Linked DNA regions of Mus musculus: region 2 is linked to region 1. Evidence: chromatin contacts called from public HiChIP or PLAC-seq data. All regions are on one chromosome and are shown on one strand. The core of a region is the stretch at or near the end of the contact, and the rest is flanking DNA. Distances in the headings are between cores, read along the strand shown. Region 1 has its middle 100 kb from the start of Gm23970. Region 2 overlaps Etl4 (enhancer trap locus 4).

Region 1 (4,119 bases), core at 652-3,151:
ATACAACTCATAAGAAAAAATGCTGTTCTTTTAAGAAGACTGTTTTTGGACAGTTAAGAATTTGTCCTGGGTTACCTGGAAAAGACCCCCAGGATTTGCTTTTGTGTTATAGAGACTTACAAAAGGCCTTAGCTGATAAAGGATTACAGATAGCTCCTGAGAAGATACAAACTCAGGATCCTTATAATTATTTGGGTTTTAGACTTACAAATCAAGCTGTTTTTCCCCAGAAGATAGTTATTTGCAGGGACAACTTAAAAGCTTTAAATGATTTCCAAAAATTGCTAGGTGATATTAATTGGCTTCACCCCTATTTAAAGCTTACTACAGGGGAACTGAAACCTTTATTTGATATTCTTAAAGGGAGTTCTGATCCTACCTCCCCTCGATCTTTAACCTTAGAAGGATTGCTGGCCTTGCAACTAGTGGAAAGAGCCATTGAAGAACAATTTGTCACTTATATAGATTACTCTTTGCCTTTACATCTGTTAATTTTTAATACGATTCATATATCTACAGGATTGTTGTGACAAAAGGCTCCTCTAATGTGGATACATTTGAGGATTTCTCCTAAACGTATTAACCTGCCATATCATGAAGCAGTAGCTCAGATGATCATCCTTGGAAGGAGACAGGCACTAACTTATTTTGGCAAAGACCCAGATATCATTGTTCAGCCTTACAGCGCAGAACAAGATACTTGGCTGAAGAAGAACAGTACGGATTGGTTGCTTGCTCAAATAGGATTTATAGGAACTATAGATAATCATTATCCTCAAGATAGGTTGATAAATTTTTTTGAATGTACATGTGAAAAAAATTTGTTCTTGGTGTCCTCAGATTCTACCTGTTTCCACATAATGGTGTTAATTCTTGAGGACCTTTACTTAATCAATTGCTGCAAATGAATGCTCTTATTTCTGATTAATAAATAAATAAATTATGCACATGTGACTATTAATAACTTTTCAAGCTTTCTAGTAACAACCGCTCTTCAAGAGAACTGAAAAGTGTAATTAGTCACTGCCCATGTTATATTAAAACTGACTATAACAGTCAAGTATTTGAGATGTTTTGCCAACAATTTAATAATTCTCAAAGACAAAGTATTAAACTATAGCTTCTTAAAAAAACAAAGAAGGGGAGGAATTATATCCCCGTGTACATTATTTAAATCATATTTTTATTTTAAGAATTTTGAAATTTGGATATCAAAGAACTTAATAAATGTCTTATAGTATCTTAAAACTAGATATAATCATGTCTGGGTGAGATGAAAAGGATCTACTTATTGGCATATGGCTTGATCCTAAACAGCTACCCTATTGGGGAAAGGGGAAAGCTTAGGTTCTCTCCACAGAATGCTATAGAAGCATGACAACTGTCAGAAGGATTCGTGTGACAAGCTGACCTGTGAGTTCTCTGAGTGCCCTGATGATGGTGACAAGAAAGCTGAATTTGGTATATGTTTTGACACACCTTTGCTTGCCTCTGTACCAGATTGGACAAGCTAAGGTGCCTTGCTTCAAGCTTTTTAATCTTATGGGACATAGAACGTTAAAGACCGTGGAATCTGACTTAGAAAGATTAGTCATAAGAAAGAGTTATAATGATTCTTCTCTTTCTTTCAATGTGACCAGTTCTTCTAACTCAATATTGGACTGGTCTAGTAATAATTCCAATATTAGAGATTCCTATTGAAGATAGCTAAAAATCTTAATTACCTAGCAAAGTTAATTTGGAGCCTTTCTGCTAATTCTCAAAGCCAGCTCCCCCACAACAGGAGGCCAGAGCCTGAGCTTGATCATTGCTAATTTGCAACTGAATAAAGTACCTGGGCTTCAACAAAGAAGCTTTTATCGTGTTGCTTTTTACTGTCTTGGCTTTGTTTTCCAAGCAGGTCAGTCAAGGCCTCACACTCTGATTTCAGCAAGAGTCCAGCCTCGCCTCCTGCAAGCTCCAGTGGCAGAAATTTTATGCCTCAGCCCAGCTATTTTTATTATATAATCACGGAGGAATTGTAGACTCCCCTAGCCTGAAGCAGGCTGATCCAGACTTTGACCTTGCTGCCACTAAGAAGGAGATTACCTAGGGTGGAGCCTTCGGACCTAGATGGCTCTTTTGTTCTATCACCTGCCACTGCTCTCTCCAAGACACTGCTACCTGCTGAGAGGCCCTTGAGATATTCCAGAGGAACATCCTGTTGTGCACATCACCTACAGGCTGGCTCCAGACACCAAGAACGGACTGGTGGGGAATGGGCCTTCCCCCTTATAAGCATACTCTCTTAGTAAACTGGTGGGCCTTGAACAGAATTGTGTCTTGGTCTCCATTAATCTCTCACCATCTAAGTCTTTTTCAGCCCCAGCCTGCCTCCCAGGTGTTCCCGGTTCAAGTAGGCCATGGACTGGTATACAACAAAGAAAGCTGAAAATTCCACCATGAGAAATGAGGAATGGAGTTATTTGCTTTGGTGCCCCGCTGCCATAGCAGCTCACTGAGCAGAAGTCACAACAGCCAGCACCTTTTTAGGGACTAACAGTGTGTTTGGAAATTGTCATTCAGTCAGGCTTCCATTCAGCTTATGGCATTTACATCTATATGTGATGCTGCCTTTAACTGAGTTTTCTTCCTCCAGTTTGTTTTTAGTTTGGGAAATTATAGCCAGTATGGAATCACTAACACAATAAAATAAATAGCTAAAAAAAATAAATAATAAAAACTTTGGTTCCAACTGGCATGCAAATATTTTGCAAGAAGGGAAAAAAAAAAGAATGTCTGTAGATGAAGCCAAGTATCTCTAAGTTAGCTTCTCCTGGCCGTTAGATATAGTCTAAGATATGTGAGTAAGAAATTATAATCAGCTGGGCATGGTGGTGCATGCCTTTAATCCCAGCACTTTGGAGGCAGAGGCAGGCAGATTTCTGAGTTCAGCTCAATAAGATATAAGGAGAACAACTTCTGAGTTAAAGGACACCATAGATCAAGCAGCCTTTACAGCCACTTATGGAACATTCCAGCCAAACACTGTGGAAGACATACTCTTCTCCAAAGTCTGTGGGACTCTCTCTAATATTGCCATCTGATCAGATGCAAACTGAGTCTTAAGAAACACAGGAAACAGCCGAGCTTGGTGGCACATGCCTGTAATCCCAGCACTCGGAGGCAGAGGCAGGCGGATTTCTGAGGTTGAGGCCAGCCTGGTCTACAAAGTGAGTTCCAGGACAGCCAGGGCTATACAGAGAAACCCTGCCTTGAAAAACCAGAAAGAGAGAGAGAGAGAGAGAGAGAGAGAGAGAGAGAGAGAGAGAGAAAAGAAAGAAATTATAATCATCACTTTAAAAAAATCTTTTAAAGTGCTTTTGTATTAATACAGCAAAAGAAAGGCCAAATGGGGGAAAAATTCCTGAATAGAATAGCAACGGCTTGTGCTGTAAGATTGAGAATTGACAAATGGGACCTCATGAAACTGCAAAGCTTCTATAAGGCAAAAGACACCGTCAATAAGACAAAAGGGCCACCAACAGATTGGGAAAGGATCTTTACCTATCCTAAATCAGATAGAGGACTAATATCCAATATATATAAAGAGCTCAAGAAGGTGGACTCCAGAAAACCAAATAACCCCATTAAAAAAATGGGGCTCAGAGCTAAACAAAGAATTCTCACCTGAGGAATACCGAATGGCTGAGAAACACCTGAAAAAAATGTTCAGCATCCTTAATCATCAGGGAAATGCAAATCAAAACAACCCTGAGATTCCACCTCACACCAGTCAGAATGGCTAAGATCAAAAATTCAGGTGACAGCAGATGCTGGCGAGGATGTGGAGAAAGAGAAACACTCCTCCATTGTTGGTGGGATTGCATGCTTGTGCAACCACTCTGGAAACCAGTCTGGAGGTTCCTCAGATACCATCTCCAGAAGATGTTCCAACTAGTAAGAAAGAAACATGCTCTACTATGTTCATAGCAGCCTTATTTATAATAGCCAGAAGCTGGAAAGAATCCAGATGCCCCTCAACAGAGGAATGGATACAAAAAATGTGCTACATTTACACAATGGAGTACTACTCAGCTATTAAAAAGAATGAATTTATGAAATTCCTAGGCAAATGGT
Region 2 (3,821 bases), core at 802-3,301, 520 kb before region 1:
TCTCCAGCCCCAACCACTTCTTACTTTTTGAATTAAAAATGTTAAACTTTTGGGTTCAAGCAACCCTTTTGCCTCAGACTTCCTGTAGCTGAAACTACAGGTAAGTGTCACCATGCAAGCTCAAGCTTATTTTATTTTAGGATTTATTTATTTTATTTATATGAGTACAAGTTGTCTTCAGACACACCAGAAGATGGTGTTGGATCCGATTACAGATGGTTGTAAGCCACTAGGTGATTGTTGGGAATTGTGTTGGATCCTATTACAAATGGTTGTGAGCCCCATGCGATTGTTGGGAGTTGATCTCAGGACTTCTGGAAAAGCAGTCAGTGCTCTTAACCACTGAACCATCTCTCCAGCCCTCAAGCTTTAAAAGGGCACAAGTATGGGTTGCTTGGACCCCAAAGCATATTGTGCTTTGGGGCTTCTCCACCCACTCTTCTCCTCACTCTTACTCCTAGGCTTGGCACATTGGCCCTTTTGTCCTGATTCTGTTTCAGTTTCTATCTCCCAGTTCTCATCTCCTGTCACAGCAATTCTAGCTCTCATTGTCTATGAGTCTCATCAAAAGCATGCCTTCTCTATCACTTAAGGAGGGACTTGAGGTAGCAGTTCTAATCCATCTTTGAGTGGATGGTCTTTGCCACTCTTATGCCTTAAGGTGCACAGGTTGCCGTCACAGGTCCCTAAGGGGTAGACCCCCAATATCAGGTCAACACTGGTTATATGCTGCTGCTGATAGATATTCAGGAGCACCCTCAGTGTATGCTTGCTCCTTGGTTCTGCAGATCTGTTAGATCTACTAGATGAGCAATAAGGATGGGCACCAGGAAGATGTGGTTCACCCTAAGCAACTGTTCTTCTCTGGGAAGCTCTTTCTCAGCTTCCTTCAGGAGTTTGAAGGCCAGACTCAAAATAGTTTCCAGAGGGAGAGAAAGGATATAGGCCATTTGTGGAAATCCCTATTTCTTTGGCCTCCATTTTGAAGCTCTTAAAGAAGACACACAACAACCATAAAAACAAAACAACAACCAATAAACCCACATAGAGTTGCCATATTGCCCGCGAGCTGGGAAAAGACATAACCCATCTAATGCCCACACTCTTAGAAAAGATCAGCTCCCTAATGCTTTGTGACATACTGTGTGACAGAGATGTCTGGAAGGGGATCCATACCCCCAAGCTGGATGAGCAAAGAAACTCTTGGTACTGAGGAGGGATGTGACATGACTGTTATTGCGAAGAATCTTTCCAACTACCATGCACAGTAGACAGGCAGAACCTGAGGGGGCAGGTAACATTGCTCAAGGCTGAGATGTCAGGGGTTGGTCTTCTCAATCAGATGAGCTAGCAAAACAACAACAGTTCAGAAAAGTTGGAAATCAAGCGTGGCCTTATGCTCATATCTGGACATTATGAAGGTTATACTTCCAGAAGTATGAGGAAGTAATACATCTTGTCTTATAGTTTGTTAGCCAGATTTAAATCTTTAAAACTGTGTTGGCAAAAGGTATGCAAGTCCCTGTATCCTGCCTTGGGCAGATTAGTGTGTTATACACTAGGACTTGGGTACCTATAAATTGTAGCCAGAGCTAAGCACAGCAAGGTCTTACCTTCTGGCGGACACATAGCTGTGGGTTTAAACCACCAGCAGGGCATTTGTTAACTGTTACTGAGGAAGGTGGGTACCACAGCATCTTCATGACCAATCTGATTAGGTTTGGGCTATGTGCTAGAAGCAAAGGTGAATCTCCTTGAACTGCAAATAGGGTACCACTTTTTATATCACAGACTTTTTTTTTTTTTTTTTTTTTTTTTTTACTGTTTTGTATCTAATTCCCCCCCCCCCCCCCCCCCATGACTCTTCTCCGGTAATCATTCTGTCATTTGCTTACTTACTGACTCCTCTGGGCTTTCCTTTGTCTTTTCTAAGGCTATTATAAAAGTTCACAGCTGTCTGTGGGCACTCCCAGCTAGACCCACCCAGACCCACCCAGACACAGCCAGATTCCATCCTCAAGTGGGCAGTGAAAGGGCTGTGACCCCTCATGGCAGTTCATTCTGTTCCTGGCTCCCCACACACTCCCCAACCCTGGGTCCTGCCTGCTGCTCTCAGCATGGCTCCTCCCATGTCCTCAAGCCACTAGAGGGAGTGGATCTGCTGGCAGCTTCATCTGAGCCTTCTTTCTCTGTCCCTCTCCACACCCTGGCCCAGCAGAACTGGAATGTCCTCTATGTCCTGGCCAGAGGAACCAAGTAGTTTCAGGAGTGCTGCCACTTAGCTATGGGTTTGCAGAGCCCTGGGATAGGCACCCGATATCCTGTTTGTGGATGTGTGAGAATGGGGTAGCACAATGGGAAGGAAGAACAAAGGTTGATGGAGTGTTTGTAGCTGATGTGGACTATCCCAGTGGGAAAGGGATAGGAGATTGGAAGGCAAATCTATTTACATTTTGAAAGGCAAACCTGTGTATGCCATGTCTTGCTTAAGAGCATGGGAGAAGGGAAAGAATTGCTGCTAGTGTAGTCTAGGTGAAGGAGGGTAAGAAAGACAATGTCTCTCCCAACTGACCAGCTTCTACCACAAGGGGACTCTAAGGAACGGTCACCCCAATGGATCTTGTTCTTGTGACATAAACCTCCATGACAGCTTGCCAAAGCTCACTTCCAATTTGATTTCACAAGACCCTCCTCCCCATCTTGCCACCAAAGGATTTTTTTTTAATCTCATATGTGCGTGCATAATATAACTATACATAACTATATATAAATGGATATGTATATCCTCCTTTGTTACTTTCTAGAGAGGCATTTAAGAGATCCACACATGACTATTCTCCTCCCCATTTCCCTTTGAAGTGTCACAATGCCTTTTAAGAGAAGTGTCTGATGTCAACCACAGGATCATGATAAAGAATGAGTGTCTGCACGCAGCTGAATCATGTGGGCCCCTCTGGAACAGCTCTGGAGGTGGTAGGCAGTGAGGGACCTGAGACAGAGACCAAGTTGCTAGGATTTCTGTCCCCAAGCCCTTCCTATCACTCCCTTGAAAACATAACCTTTGCTTCCAGATTTACCATAAATCTAAGATAAGCTTGGCAACATGAGTCCCTGCTAAATAACCTTTGTGCACACTCGTACTTTAATAAAAGCTCTAGAAAAGATCGATAAGGCCTGCAGGTACCTTTAACTGCTTTGCTACCTAAGGAATTTATCAGGCAAAGTCACTGTATTGTGCTGTCCTGACCATAACATGCATTCAATGAGTTGACTGCCCACCCTGTGCTCCAGCAAAACAAATAGGACAGACAGGATTAGCTCTTTCAGGCTCTGTGCATGCCCCAGCCTTATCGTCTACAATACCCATTCTGCTCCTGTAGCGACTCTCTGCTTACATAATAGCAGACCATGTGGGAGGATAATAGTCCATGTCCATGTTCCTCAGAACAGGGTAACTCAACTCCATGGTGTGCTGCCATGACTGAAAACAACCAAAGTGAAGCTGGCTGAGCTATGAGTTTAGCCATCCTCAACTAAATCCTTTAGCAATAGAGAACAGCAGATGAAACTTGGAGCTGCAGCAGATCTACACAATGGCACTACTACCATTACCCCCAAGTGTGTATGCTCAAGGTTGGATGGAATTCATTCTAGGGAGACTTAGTGCCTACAGACACCCCACTGGACCTGGGACAAATGGTTGAGAACCCTATTAACATATCAAAGCAGCCTCCGGCCACAGGTTCTCCTGACAACCTTCAGTCCCCTTCTGTTATAGGGTCCTCCTGGCAACCTTCAGTCCCTTCTGTTATAGAGTCCTT

The links. HiChIP or PLAC-seq counts read pairs in DNA pulled down with a chosen protein or histone mark.
Region 2: a contact with region 1 is called in an H3K27ac HiChIP or PLAC-seq map of embryonic stem cells, with 3 times the contacts expected there. The contact joins two enhancer-like sites. A contact is called at or near these places in 1 of 115 datasets of contacts at active chromatin or transcription factors (embryonic stem cells) and 1 of 9 other capture datasets (embryonic stem cells).

Annotation. Positions count from the first base shown.
Region 1 is chr2:20,174,758-20,178,876 of GRCm38.p6, reverse strand. It overlaps a transcript of Etl4 not described here. Among named protein-coding and RNA genes, the nearest start is that of Gm23970, 100 kb to the left of the region's middle. Within about 2 kb of position 1,901, at least 5 of the 459 cell types and tissues checked have an H3K27ac peak or open chromatin away from gene starts, as enhancers often do. A contact at or near this core is called in embryonic stem cells, where this site is marked.
Region 2 is chr2:20,692,276-20,696,096 of GRCm38.p6, reverse strand. The region is part of intron 4 of Etl4 (enhancer trap locus 4); the gene reads right to left. Among named protein-coding and RNA genes, the nearest start is that of Arhgap21, 270 kb to the left of the region's middle. Within about 2 kb of position 2,051, at least 21 of the 459 cell types and tissues checked have an H3K27ac peak or open chromatin away from gene starts, as enhancers often do. A contact at or near this core is called in embryonic stem cells, where this site is marked.